Regions from separate parts of the Hordeum vulgare genome. Here region 2 is linked to region 1. Evidence: chromatin contacts called from public Hi-C data. All regions are on one chromosome and are shown on one strand. The core of a region is the stretch at or near the end of the contact, and the rest is flanking DNA. Distances in the headings are between cores, read along the strand shown. Region 1 overlaps LOC123445048 (SUPPRESSOR OF ABI3-5). Region 2 holds the start of LOC123445049 (CMP-sialic acid transporter 3).

Evidence for each region. A called contact is a pair of places that touch in the nucleus more often than the background predicts.
Region 2: a contact with region 1 is called in a Hi-C map of leaf, with 2.2 times the contacts expected there. The contact joins the promoter of LOC123445049 here to the enhancer-like site in region 1. A contact is called at or near these places in 3 of 6 Hi-C or Micro-C datasets (leaf and seedling).

Annotation. Positions count from the first base shown.
Region 1 is chr3H:559,098,184-559,105,470 of MorexV3_pseudomolecules_assembly, forward strand. LOC123445048 (SUPPRESSOR OF ABI3-5) reads left to right here. Exons shown (of 17, transcript XM_045121966.1): 13 at 66-236; 14 at 685-853; 15 at 980-1,894; 16 at 2,268-2,458; 17 at 3,035-3,478. The coding sequence ends at 3,214. Among protein-coding and RNA genes, the nearest start is that of LOC123445048, 9.5 kb to the left of the region's middle. Within about 2 kb of position 4,133, at least 3 of the 3 cell types and tissues checked have open chromatin away from gene starts, as enhancers often do. A contact at or near this core is called in leaf and seedling, where this site is marked.
Region 2 is chr3H:559,144,195-559,151,481 of MorexV3_pseudomolecules_assembly, forward strand. It overlaps LOC123445049 (CMP-sialic acid transporter 3), which reads right to left and starts at 2,916. Exons shown (of 15, transcript XM_045121973.1): 1 at 2,428-2,916; 2 at 1,639-1,755; 3 at 1,308-1,364; 4 at 946-1,023; 5 at 733-777; 6 at 391-450; 7 at 1-104. The coding sequence starts at 2,589.

The sequences.
Region 1 (7,287 bases), core at 2,883-5,382:
ATCAGTAGGAGTAGGTTGTATCTGGTGTAAATTGTTGACAGTCACTATACATCCATCCGTGCTAGGTTGAAGATGCTACAAAAGCTCTTGAAGCTACAAATGGGATTAGACATGAGAAAAATGGTCATGTGTTACGCGTAGCCTATGCTAAAAGCACACATGGACCTGCATCAGGGGCTTCACAGTCAAACAGTCTTGCCGCAGCAGCCATCGAGGCTGCATCATTTGCCCAGCAGGTCTGTTATAGTAATACTCCCTCCGTTCCAAAATATAAGACCTTTTAGGGATTTCACTAAAAGACTACATACGGAGCAAAATGAATGAATCTATATTCTAAAATATGTCTATGTACATCTGTATGTAGTTTATAGTACAATATCTAAAAGGTCTTATATTTAAGAAAGGAGGGAGTACATCATTTGTGAAATTGATGAGCCATACTACCTTACAGCTTTGTTTTACTGTAGTTAATTAAGAGTTCGTCATGCTTTCATGTACTATCTTCATTTCAAATACAGGCATTGTCTTGGTCACTGACATAATCTGAAATACAGACACTTAGCTGTTTCATTTTGTGTACATATAATTCTAAAACGTATTCTACACATTCTAGAATTGCATCTATTTGTTTTGGGGCATTTATACATGGTCCCGTTATTTACTCTTATTTACCTTTTCGATCAGTATGATGCTGTGGGTTGGGCGCCAAAAGAGTACAATGCTGAGGACAATGTAGATGGTAATTCAGAATCACAGAAAAATGATTCTGCTCCACAGTCCGGATTTGTTTGGGATGAGAAATCGGGCTATTACTTCGATTCTTCTTCTGGGTTCTATTATGATGGAAATACTGGTAAGTACGCAAGTATACTGTTGTTGTAGTCTGAAACCTTATCCGTGCAGCTGAAACAGTTCTGCTGCACAGCCCTTGCCTTTGGAGATGTTTATGACTAAATTTGTTAAATTGTTCGTATTTCAGGTCTTTACTATGACAGTAATGTTGGAGTTTGGTATTCGTATGATCAGAAAAGTCAACAGTATCTTCCATGTAACGAAAGCAACAACACTAAGGCAACTGGAGACATGGCCAATGAAAGTCAAAGTAATGGCAGTAAGAAAGTGGTGATTTCTGCACCTGCAGCCACGATTAAACAAAGTGAGAAACCTTCATTGCCTGAAGCTGTTCAAGCTGCGGCGAATGCAGCGTTGGCTGCTGAAAAGAAAGAAAAAGAGAAAGCAAAGGAGATAAAGTTGGCCTCGAAAACTAATCTCTTAGCCAATAAGAAGAAGATGAATAATGTCCTAGCAATGTGGAAGCAAAGGAATAAAGAAGGCCAGGGTTCACATGTTGCCCTTGATGATAAGGAACCATCCAGATCCGTTGTTGACAAATTAAACAATTCAACCAGTGGAATTGGATTCTCATTGAAGGCCAAGCCTAAGTCCGATTTTGGAAATTCTAAGGATATGAACTTGGTTGCTGGATATAATTCTCTTGGCCGAGAAACTGGAGGCTCTCAAACACTGGATTCTGACATAAAACCTAGACCTGTCAGTAATAGCTTAGGAACTACCGTTATGGGTGTCATAAGAGGTTCTGGTAGAGGAGCAGTCAGCACATTTCATGCATCATCTGATGCTGGTGGCAGTAATTCTTCTGATATAACCCCAAGCACAAGTGGGTTAATGACGAACACTGAGACACACACTGCTTCCACACCCTTCAAAACAGATTTATCCTCTCTAGGATCATATGCTTCACCTGGAGTTTCCGGGAGTGCTAAGCGTCGGTTCTCTGAGGCACCAGGACAATCACAGTACAGAGATCGGGCTGCAGAAAGACGAAGTCTATACGGATCATCTTCATCACTTGCCAATGATGGACTGGATACAAGTAAGAATGCACTTCCTTTACTTCTCACCATGGCAAATTGTACAGTTGTTTCTTCTTTCCTAGACTCGTTTCTACTTTCTGGAGCACAATATGTCATGGACAAAATAATGTTTCTTCTTTCCTAGACCCGTTTCTACTTTCTAGAGCACAATATGTCACGGAGAAAATAATGTCCTTACTCTGTTACATTTTGCAACTATCATTTCTGTGTTCTGCTGAGTGCTGACAGTATATCCAGCCTTGTATTATTAGGCCGAACATGGTGTGGATGGACTCTGTTTCTTGATCCTATGCAATTATGCATTATAGGGCCGATGTTTTCAGTCTTGCTTGTTCAAGATCTGTATTAATATTCTGGAAATTCCTTGTTAAGCTGGTGAATATTCGTCTCGAAAGGGTTCAAGTGAGATGGGATCAATGCCATTTCCTCCAGGGGTGGGTGAACGTTCCGTTGGTGAAATTGACAACACTGAAAATTATGAGGTGATCACTGCTGACAGAGCAATAGACGAAAACAATGTGGGCAATCGTATTCTGCGCAACATGGGCTGGCAAGAAGGACTGGTATGTTTACGTATTTCTCAGCTTTTAGCCCCTTAGATGGATTAGCCGCAATTTTCCTTATTAGCATTAACTGTTGCCTGCATCTGATCACATGTTTGTAGTGCCTACATAATTTTTTTTGCCTTTTCTGTTTTCTATATTTTCGAGAACCATTCTGCTGTTGCTCTTTTGAAATAAACTATGTATGGCCTTATCTTAATACGTTGAATATTTTTCTCAATCCTTGTAACATTTTTCTTTAATAATAATTGCTTGTTTGGGTTTCTGTGGGCAGTCACTTGTCAGTTTAGGTTTTCACTCTTGACTGAGCTAGTAATATTATTCCTTCACATCTTCTGTTTAATAAAAAAAATGCTAAATTTACTTTTAGTAATTATAAACTATAATTGATTTTCTAGCTTTAAAAAACTTTGAATGGGCATAAACTGTGTTAGGCACACAAAGTTAATCCGACTGCAGATGGATCAGTTTGCCAATATTTCCTACAGAATGGAAGCTGGGTGTCTTGAACATTCCTTCTGACATGAGCATGTATTGGTATTTTTTTCCCTTGCAACTATTTTGCAAAATACCCAGGGTCTTGGAAAGGATGGTAGTGGCATCAAGGAGCCGGTGCAGGCCAAGCCTGGCGATGTGAGAGCTGGCCTTGGTAGTCAGCAGAAGAGAGCCGATCCATCGCTGGAGGCCCGAGCCGGCGACAGCTATAAAACCATAATCCAGAAGAAGGCAATTGCAAGATTCAGGGAGATGTCCTAAGTACTTCTCTTTATTTCATCATGTATAATTAGTTCTGCTACTCGTTTCATCGGTGTTAATGTTAAGACCCCCAAGGCTTGCATTTGTACCGTTAAATTTCCCTTTTGTCTTGCTAGCTCCATATTTCTTGGTGTAATTCAAGCACCAAGTAATTCAAACTATCTCTGTACCTGTTTTCTTTTTCTTGCCTACTTGAATTCAATGGTGTGATACTGAAAACCCCATGCTTTGTTGAATGGAGTTAAAACCTGGTGTTGCAATTTACCTGTTAGCCGGAAATGATTGCTTGCACTAGTCAAAAGTACTCCCTCTGTTCTTAAATACAAGTCTTTTTTAGAGTTTTCACTAATGAATTACATACGAAGCAAAATGAGTGAATCCACACTCTAAAGTATGTTTATATAAATCTAGTCTTTTAGTGCAACCTTTAAAAAGACTTATATTTAGGAACTGAGGGAGTATGCTGCATGCTAGTGGAAATTTACCTGCAAGTAGAAATCGTCACAGATAGTCCAGTTTTGTGTTCTGTTTCCCTTGGGAACCTATGTCAAGCAAAAAATAGAACAAGAAACTCACGGGAACGTAAGTAACACGAGACAAATAAAAACGAAAAGGATTCTTGTCAACCACATTTTTTTTATAGCGGTTGTCTATCTCAGATCGTCAGTGTACGACGGCCAAGATCGTGGAAACTTTCAGAGCTAACCTCTTATTCCAAGACGATTATTTTGATAGAATGGCCATATTTCCTGGGATTTTGATTCGGTGGCACACCTTGTTTTTTTGCTTGGTATAAGATGACAACATGTTTGACTGACTGTTGGACAAAATGGCACAGAACGAGGACCTTATATATCTCCATGTCTGGGCTCACCCGTCATACACTCTGGACGAGTTTGCCCTCTGTTCTTTTTTTCTCTCTGACTCGTTCAGTACAGAAGTGCCCGATCCAAATCACAGGGTACCCACTGAGAGTGGAGTAGAGAGAGAGAGAGAGAGAGAGACGCAGGCCGCATGGCGACGCTGCCACAGCGGTTCAAGCTGCTGGCGACGCGGTGCGCGGCGGGGGCGCCCAGCCCTTCGCGCAGCCCCGCGCCGTCCTACGCCACCAGCCCCGGGTACCGCCTCCGGCGCCGCCGCGGGTCGCGCCTGCGCCGCTTCCTCTGCCGCCGCGTCGGCGGCGGGCTGCCGGAGCCCGCGGGGCGCCGGGAGGAGGACAAGAAGCCGCTGGTGGGCCGCGGGAGCCGCACGCTGAGGGATCTGTTCGTCGCGTCGCCGGAGGCGGGGCGCACCCGCCGCGGATGCAGCTGCGACGCCGACAGCGACGACGACGACGAAGCAGGGCCCGCTGGCTCCGGCGGCGCGTCGGGGACGGCCGGCGGCGGCGGCGGGAGGAGGTTCCGGGCCGCCGGCGGCGGGCTGCGGAGCCTCCTGATGCGGCGTAGCTGGCGGCCGGTGCTGGTGGCGATCCCGGAGAGCGAGGGCGGCAAGATCGAGCTCGGCGCCATCGAGGAGTAATCAGCGACAGGACAAGAATTGCATTCCCCCGGCGTGGATCGGAGCCGGGAATCTCGCGTCGCTTTCCGCTGTCCGTCCTCTTTTTCTTTCTTGATTGATGATTGTTTGTCTCTTTTTTCACCTCTCCTAGGCGTCCGTCCGTCCGTCCCTGTGAATATGGAAATAGTACCAGATTACTGTCACACTGTCATCCTAAACCGTGAGTGCACAAGAACAAGAACAAAGACAGTGTGTGATCTTGTCAGTAATAGGAGCACTGCAGTTTTATAGCTAGACAAATCCAGGTGCAGCAATGCATGATGAGTGAGTACTCCAGAGTAGAGTAGCACCTCTGGTGATCTTGTCAGTAATAGGAGCACCGCACTTCAGTTAGACAAAGCCAGATGCAGCAATGTTAGTAGAGTACCACTCCTGATGTACCTGCCGAGGTGCCAACACAGGTTATGCGAGAAATGTTTACTGCCAAGATAACTTGGACCGGCGTAGTACTACGTATACGTACAGCCCTATTTATCTCTGTCACAGTGTAGTGCTGTGGCACAACTACATTTGTGACCACACACAGACACAATCAATGAATCTGGAGTTGGATGTGCCTGGGCCTGCATGCGTTATGATCGATCGGTTTATTAGTTTAACCGACCCGACGGACCCGCGCGTCGTGTCCACGTACAATCAATCGATGATCAGCTCAGCTCAGCTCAGCTCAGACAGATAATGTTTTTCAACGTGTGAGCTTTTGCACCCAGGAAAATCAGCGCCAACACACGTTCAGCTGTTCAGAAGAGATGAGATACAAAATCGCGATGCAATCGAATTACCAAAGATGATTGGTTTTCGGAGGTGAAAAAAAAATGTTCCTTGCCGGGCTCGCTGGCTCTAGGTCTTGTAGCATGTCACGCGAGCTGCCGCTGGGGGTGGGGACGGCGAGTGAAGAGATGGATCAGCCGGCGCCGTCGCGAGGGCAACCCGACGGCAACCGTTTGTTCGGATGGTCGGAGGTTCCGGTCTGGTACCAACGCTGGGAGCGACAATGCACAAGATGCCTACTCTATCGTGGGTAGTACAATGCATCTCAAAGCCGTCCGAGCCTGTCTAAAAAATGATGGTGGTATCTACTAATCACCTAGGAGTGGGACCACTAGTACGTTGACATGTTGTGATGCTCGTGAATAAACAACTACAGTAGAGATGAAAATGGATAGATATGTTACTTCAAATGAAAGAAGTGAGCCCTGCCGAGAGTTGACCTTCGCTTGTTTTGTGATCGTGGACCTTCTAGAATAGATATTCGATGCTTTCTCCTCACATGATAGATCCCTTAAATTTTGTTTCAAGCCATTTTATAAAGTTTTCTTTTAAGAAAAGGAGGAAGACTCCTGTCCTCTGCATCTCGACGATGCATGCAATCACTTTATTAATAATACACAAAAGACTTTACAAAGTAATACAGTAGTAAGACTGAAGCCACCGTTTAGACAACATCTATCATTACTTCTATTCATTTGATGAAGGGATGCAGATAGTCTGAGTCTAATACCAAACAATTATCGTAGCCAAACCTAACATGTAAGATCTCAGGCCCAACCAAGCCACCTACCGGTTATGGGGCACCCGTCGGTCTGGCGCACACTCATAGGCCGCCGCCGCCGTCGCCACCTGCTACCAATCCATTTTCATAGCTGTACTGATGCATCAACCTTGCCCGGTCTAGCTGTCGCCGACGCCACCACGACGTCAGACATCATCACCCTCCTGCGCGAGTCCATCATCGCACATCGGACGCCTAATCTCCAAGGCGCCATGCCATCAAGAACCGTCGCCATCAATGTGTATGATGAAGCACCACTCCATTGAAGATGTCATCCATTGGTCCCTCGAGCCCGTGTACACCTCCAAAAATGAGGCCCCAAGGGGGAAACGACGCAAGCGCGTCGCCGTCTTCTGATCGATCGATCTAGAGTTTTCCCCGAAGGTAGCACATAGTGATCTAGAACTTCTCCACGATGAAGCCTTCAAGAAGAGAACGACACCGTAAAGCGCCGCCATCGTGGCCTTGGCATCTAGCCAAGAGCAGGTTGTCACCCAGATCTGTTCGAAGAACTCCATCCGGCTTCTTATGCACGGATCGTCGCCTTCTCTGCCGGAGACTAGGCCAACAGGATCCAGACGCCGCCGCCTGACCGGCCGCGGCACCACCACAGTGCCAAAACATCCAGCTTTGCTAGGCTCACCACGCGAGCCTGCCGCCGTACCAGACCCGTCGGCCCGCCAAAGAAGACCTATCATGGGAAACAAAAAATTTCCTACGCACACGAAGACCTATCATGGTGATGATCATCTACGAGAGGGAGATCGGATCTACATGACCTTGTAGATCTCTAAGCGGGAAGCGTTAAGAAAAGCGGTTGATGTAGTGGAACGTCTTCGCGATCCAAATCGCCGTCGTCCCACGATATGTCCCGATCTAGCACCGAACGGACGGCACCTCCGCGTTCAGCACACGCACAACTCGATGACGATCTCCGCCTTCTTGATCCAGCAAGAGAGACGTT
Region 2 (7,287 bases), core at 1,666-4,165, 45 kb after region 1:
TAGGCCCCAGCTGCAACAGGAAGACCAAGTGCAGTAGAACCTTCAGGCAGTGATTTCAGCTGATTAACAGATATTCCAATTAACAACAGAGCAAGGGCTTCCCACTGTCAATAAAAAACAGGATGATGTCAATTACACAAGTTCATGGCATCGCAAAATAAGTATAGCATTACATTTGGACACACACACACACACACACATACATATATATATATATATATATATATATATATATATATATATATATATATATATAAGTGATCAATTTTCTTTTAACTTGCACCAATAAAAATATGACTTAAACCCGGACCACTCATGCTTATAAATACTGAAACACAAACATGTCCAAATTCAGATTACATGACTAATGACAATTAAGAGAAAACTTACCTGAATTGTGGAAAAGCGCCTCCTCAGTAACACCTTTAGGAGCACAGCGATTATCAGAACCTACAAGCATCGATATAATACATACTTATGATCACAGAACACAAAAGTGTACGCCAGATGCAGCCAGGCCCCAAATGAACGTTAATGGTTGAAAGGCATATTCCAAAACTGAGATTACTAGGAGGTCATCCAACTAAAAAAAAGGAGGTTATGTATCATCAACGAAAGAATGTGTGCCCGTCCAAATGTGCATGTGTAGCCCATGCACGCACGGACCAACATTGAGATTATGCAACTACCAAGACTCAGACATCTAGCATGTAAAGAAGGAAACTACAATACCTTGAGATTACCCAGCATTTTCACTGTCGCGGGATTAAAGTATAGCTGCATAACACAGAGGATCAATTCTGTTGGTTAGAAAATTTGTACCATATTCAAGTTACACCAATATAAATGTTGGGCTCCGCTATTTTGCTTTTTTAACAGAAAAGAGAGAGTAAGAAAAGGTTACTATGCCAAGTCTAATTTCTGAGGTGCTGATCAATTTTTTACCTGCATTATAAACTTCAAATAATTGTTGATAGCATACAGAAAAGCAGGTACCGCGAGAAGAACATTGTTGCGGGCAGCCTGTCAAATGGTAAACAATTAGCATCACATATTAGATCACTAAATTTCCGCTATTTTTGCCTTCACGACAAAAATAAAGGTAGACTGATGGATAGTAGAAAGTAATAAATGATTAGCCGTCAGTTAAGTTGTGCTATCGTGTAGCAATTTGACAGTATATGGCCAGGTAATGAGGATACACAACCACATGTTCTCTTCAAACAAGATAGCATGCATATCCATCAAGCGGGGTTTTTCAATTGAAATCAGGCCAGGAATTGACCAGATGTTGCATAGCTACTCACCTGCACAAATGTTGAAACTGTGAGAAGTGGCTTCTCTCCCACCTTTACACGCCTAGCCTGCATGAGGTAAAACCAAACATGATAAGGGAGTCAGTCACAGAAATCGCTACGAGAGGAAGTCTTCTCTGATCAATGTTACAATTAAAACGTGAGAATATTATACAGAATGTTCATTCAGTCCACTTGGCAGCATACTCAAGTGAACAAACAGAACACCTAACCTCACAGAAATTAAATTATTTTCAGATCTCGATAATAGTGAAACTAAAGAATATGGACATAAAGACACATCATATGAAAGCAACGGATTAAAACAGATGATTCCACATACCTGGAAGAACAGCATGATGATGGCAAAGATAACTTTTGTAATCTCTGTCAAGAAGTTCACACTGACTGGGCTAAATTTGAATTTTCCATCCACTTTACACATGTATACCAATATCGGCTACAGAAAAAGGAGGTAGAAATGTGTCAACAGACATGAGAATGTGCAACATGAAATGCCAAAAAGTTAATGAAAACCTGGATGAACATGCTCAGTTGGCCACATAATTTTTTAACACCATTACTCTAGTACTCAATCCTATAACAAATTTAGGTATCAGCGATGCAAATTATAGAAGGGTCTAGATAGTAAGCAGACATCGGTTCTTCTACAGGCAGCTGGTGCGTGTTTCTAGGCAAATGCTGACATCAATATACAGTGGAGAGCACCCAAGTAAGCGGTCCAAAAAAATCACTACTTTCTCATCGAGTATTAATGACCCCATTCTCCAACACTGGGCACCGTCTGGTTACTCCAGTACTCCCTCTGTAAAGAAATATAAGAGTGATCTAAACACTCTTATATTTCTTTACAGAGGGAGTAAAATAAAACTGACACTGAAAAACAGAGCTCAGGAAACTCCATACTGAAAAACTAGCACCGGCCTGTACTGTAGCTAGCCATACGCACAAAACAGCGAGTTGTTGACCCCAAAACCACTCAATCCTACCGCAGCACAGGCCTGACGGTTCAGTCGTTACATGACAGTATGACACTTAGCGAATTGGAGACCGACCAGACACATTGATCAAACCGAGCAGAGCAGAATGCAGAGAAGGAAGCAGGCGTGACCTGGAGGCCGGCAAGGACGCAGTCGCCGGAGACGAGGAGGACGTTGAGCGCGCGCTGCCGCGACGAGACGGTGCTCCGGTGGCTGTCGTAGGCCTTGGACACGGCCGCCGCCGGCACGGCCACCTTGGCGTGGCACACGCTGCATTCCACCTCGCCGCTCATCCCCTCCGCCGAAAAAAGCCTCGCCAAAACCCTGCGTGCGGTTCGGGGGAGCAGCGCCGACAAAATGGCGGAGGGTTCCGGGGGAATCGCCCGAGAAATCGCGGGGAATTGCGGGCCGGGCCGGGACGAACCGGGGGGAGGCGGCAGCCCTATCCGGCGGCGGGCGCGCCCACCATGGGACGGGAGCTCGCGGCGGCCGAGGCGATCGCGATGCGAAGCTTCTGGAAGGCGCGGGCGGGCGAGGGGGGCAATGAGGAGCGGAGGAGAGGGAGAGGTCAGAGGAGAGGAGAGGAGAGGAGAGGAGCGGAAATATAAATTCCGTGGGAATATCCCATCGAGAACGAAAGGGGAAAGGGCTTTTCTGCGAGGTTTTATCTTTCCATGTAAGCCCCTGGCGTCTACCTGTTTCCGTATGAGGTCCCTCCTATATACAGTATACTCCGTCATACTACTACCAAACACGGCCCAAATATTTCTAAAAACGTACGTGAACCACGGCTGATTCTTCTTGTTATGAAAGAGGGTCTTTGGTGCCCCCGTGGACGAATGTGAAAAACCTGGTGAAACCGAGGGGCTAACTTTGGTCCATCATAATAGGGATTACCCGATATGCTCAAGCATAAGAATGGCATGAAACTATTACCCCATTAATGCATGCCATGTTTAGACAGCCTACGCCTTTCGTGCCATTAATTTGTGTTCCTTCTTCTAGGGAAACAATTTGTTCCTTCTAGTCCCATAATGCAATGCAGGTGTGCACCAAATAGCGTCCAGATTCAACGTCCAATCCCCTTCACCGGCACCGGTTCGCGTCAACATGGTTGCTTCTCCAACCCTAAAAGAAAAACATGGTTGTTTCCACCACCTTCAAAATACCCAGTAAAAAATGGCACTCCAGCTCGAGCATGCAGGAGAGTGCAGGGGCCAAACTGAAACTCGGCACCGTCCGTTTTCTGCCTGGCGGATTACGCAGACCGACAAAGTGGAGGCTGCCCAGACGCGCACACGCGAGCCGGTGTTCCGAGACTGCCCCCGTCCTCCGGCCCTGTCGGACGATGGCGAGTTCGAAGAGGGCAGGGGGCGTTTCGGGAACTTCAGGTCGCGCACGCAGGTGCGGCCGCGCCGAACCGTTAGACGGGGCGATAAATAAAATTGATTAATTGGTTGCGGGCTACGAGGAGGGGCTTGGGCTAATCGCTATCCGGAGTCAAGCCTGCACATGGGAGCATCCTGGCCGTTGGGGCCCGTGCAGGCGCCACGTGTGCCGCGTCTGCAGCAGCAGCAGGGCTGGCACCGACACGGAGCCAAGTGGAAGATCGGTTTGGTCCACATGGGGGCTCCTTTGGCAGCAGAAATACTCCAGCAGGCACTGCCATCTTCTATTTCAAAAAGTTCTCAAAAAAATTGTATTCCGAAATGTTTTGAACGAAATGTGCGCCTTTCAAACTTAATTTCTGAGTTCCTTGCAAAACGGTGGAGCGGTGTAGGTGTCGACGGGCGCACCATGGCACACGCACTCGCTCAGTCGGCGCATGCTTTTAAAACTAGAGCGGTGGAGCCCTCATGATTGAAGGTCCATCGCGTCGTTATTGATGGAAAATATGTGTGTTGTTTATCAAATATAGCATTGTTAGGGGTTTATTTGTTAAAATGTAATCGGCTACAGCCTTGCAATCGGTGGGCAGTGAGACGAGGCTAGTGGTGATGTCTGGAACGAAGGTGACAATATAGTTGCAGGAGAAAGGCTCATCGAGGTGGTTGGTTGGTGAGAAGACGACACCGTAGAGAAGGCATATCTCAAAGAGGCGGCAAGGAGGAGGGGGGACGCGAAGGCGACAGATGCCTGTAGGCTGGCCCTGGCACCGTGGTTTCCATGGGTTAGCCCACATGTTTTGTAGTCATCACTTACCTTGTGTCAGCCTGTGATGGCCTCATCTTCCATTGGCATCTAAGACCGGATTCACACACAAGCATACGCGCAACTTATAATTTTTACGCATGATACTTGTTTCATTTATGTTACCTTGCTAGCTTATGTGATATTTAGGCGACATCTCGTAAATGAAGGACTTGCTTCCAAGATAATAGCAGGTAATAATCTCAAGAAAAAAAAGACGGCTGGTGTATTTTTTCAAGAAGGTTTGTCTTCTTTAAAAAAACACAAGAATTCAATGAAAAAAAGAGTAGGCAATGCATTGTTTAAACAAAGTTTTGACTTTCTTACAAATAGCGATACAACATAGATGTCAATAGGCACACACACGCACGACACATACTTCAAATTTATAATCTCAAAGCTTTCAAGATCAAAAAAATCAGTGTATTGCTAATAATGGAAACATGGTCTCTCATGAACAAAATCAACTTAATGAGAGACACATGGCTTCAAATATAGCATTTCCATATGATTTGTTCTTTAAAATGTAGTTGATGATAATATCGAGCGTCGGTGGACTACAGAGACGAGAAAAAAACATAGCATCATGCTTATCCCAGATTGGTTGCTTCCCTTCATAACCACGAATTCCTGAATTGTGGTTCCCTACCATTTGGCTTCGGAGCTACGCAAACTTCTCTCTGTCCTTTTTGTATGCATTTTTGTCTCGGTAATCAAGGAGGTCCATTCCTCATCGGTAGTGCTAGGATATAGATTTTTGATATACTCTAAATCATACTCGTCGTCAAGTAGCTTGTTTGCACGGTATCTATTACTATTCAAGGCCTTAGTGAACACGTGCAAGGCATGGATTTCTCCAAGTGCATTGTCTCGTTCATTAAACTTGAAAATATCTATCATCTTTCCTAACAGGAGGTTTTCCCATTGCTTGTTTTTAGGGCCCCTTAAGCATCTAATGTTGATGCCACAACTTTCACGGGCGATGACACCTATGACGTTACCCCATTTCGTGGCGTTCTTGGTCGTACTAACGGGTCTCTCCTCTTTGTTAATCCATTTTATTATGTAAGTAGTTGTAGGCACCTTATTCCGTGACCTATGCTTTCGCGGCTGATTTTCCAAATATGTTTACCCACCGTATGCTTTGTTTGAGAGAGAAGCCTCGAGTGAAAACTATGGTCCCCGGGTCTACTTAATCATATCTGCTAGTACCATATAAATACATTTCTGCAATTTATTGTTTGTTTTTACTTTTTATATTTATATATCTATCTCTATCACAATTAATCCTTGCAAGTAACGAGTTCAAGGGGCTTGACAACCCTTTTGCCCGTGTTGCGTGCAACTGTTTGGTTTTATGTTTGTAGGTGCTGACAACGGGAGTTTGCTTGATTCTCCTACTGGTTCGATAACCTTGGTTCTCACTGAGGTAAATACTTATCGCTACTATATTGCATCACCCTTCCTCTTTGGGGAAACCTAAGTTCTCACCTAGGTAGTGGTAATGTTACTGGGAAAAGTGTGATTCAAGTTTTTTTCACTTTCACTGGTTGTTAACCATGATAGAGGGATCAATTCTTACTAGAACTAATAGTTACACGGATGCTATATATTTCCTTGCTTATAGTGGAATTGGAGAGCCAATTTGTGCACATGCGCCCTCCGTTTACAATGGTTGTTTCAAGAGTTTTCTAATATTCATGATCCTTCTACCAAGCGCCTAGCTAATATATTTCTTGTTCATGAGTTCACTCATATCATAAAAGAAGATAGAGAATTTTTACCACTATAGAATTAATGGTGAGTGTCCACCTATAGAAGGAATTATCTATGATCAAGAAGAAATAAGAAAATTAAGATTAACTGACTATGCTGCTTATGATGAGAATCTTAGGAAAAAGGTTCCACCTAATGTTTTAGTTGACAAACTTTTTGAACACAATGATCATTTTTTATAGGAAATATGGGATTAGATCTTGTACTTGATAAAGAGAAAAGGAAGTATCTTTATCAAAACTTATATTATGAAGAGATGGCTATTACTTATAAGAGGCCTAAGGAGGAGCCTCCTCCTCCTGAAATTGACCTCACAGATCCTTGCATTGTGAAATATAGTCCCTTCAACTACTTTTTCTTGCCCATTAGAAATATTGCTGCCGATAAGAGGGAATATGAGATGAGCATAGTGGATCTCCCTTACGATTACTACACTTGATACTATGCATTATGCCTAGCTAGGGGCATAAAACAATAACGCTTGTTGGGAGTCGGCCCAATAGTTATCTTTTTTTTCTTTTACTTTCTGTTTTTGTATGATGACATAATTATTGCTACTATAATGATTGTGTTTCTATGTTTTAGTTAGTGTTTGTGCTGATCCAGCAAAACACAAACGAGTTAGCATAAGAAGGTATGTGTGATACCCGACAAACAGTTCATTCATCAGAATTGTGTGGGAAGACCAATAATAACACAGACGGGTCATCCCAACAAGCTATGTGTGTCCTTGGCATACGGTTGCTGCTAAACAATTGTCAGCGATTGACTAAATCATTGCAGACACTACATAGGGAGGTGTTGTTTTTCTGTATTAATATCATAGACGTTTTATTGTTATTACCCGTCTGCCTGCGCATCACCCCGTGTTCCTCTCTAATGTATTGTTTCCTTGTGGCCCACAAGTAGCCCCCTCTTGTCGGCGTCAAAATCGGCAGATCTCGGGTAGGGGGTCCCGAACTATGGAGCTTAGATCGATGGGTTGCAGGAGAGAGGGGGGACGATGTTTACCTAGGTTCGGGCCC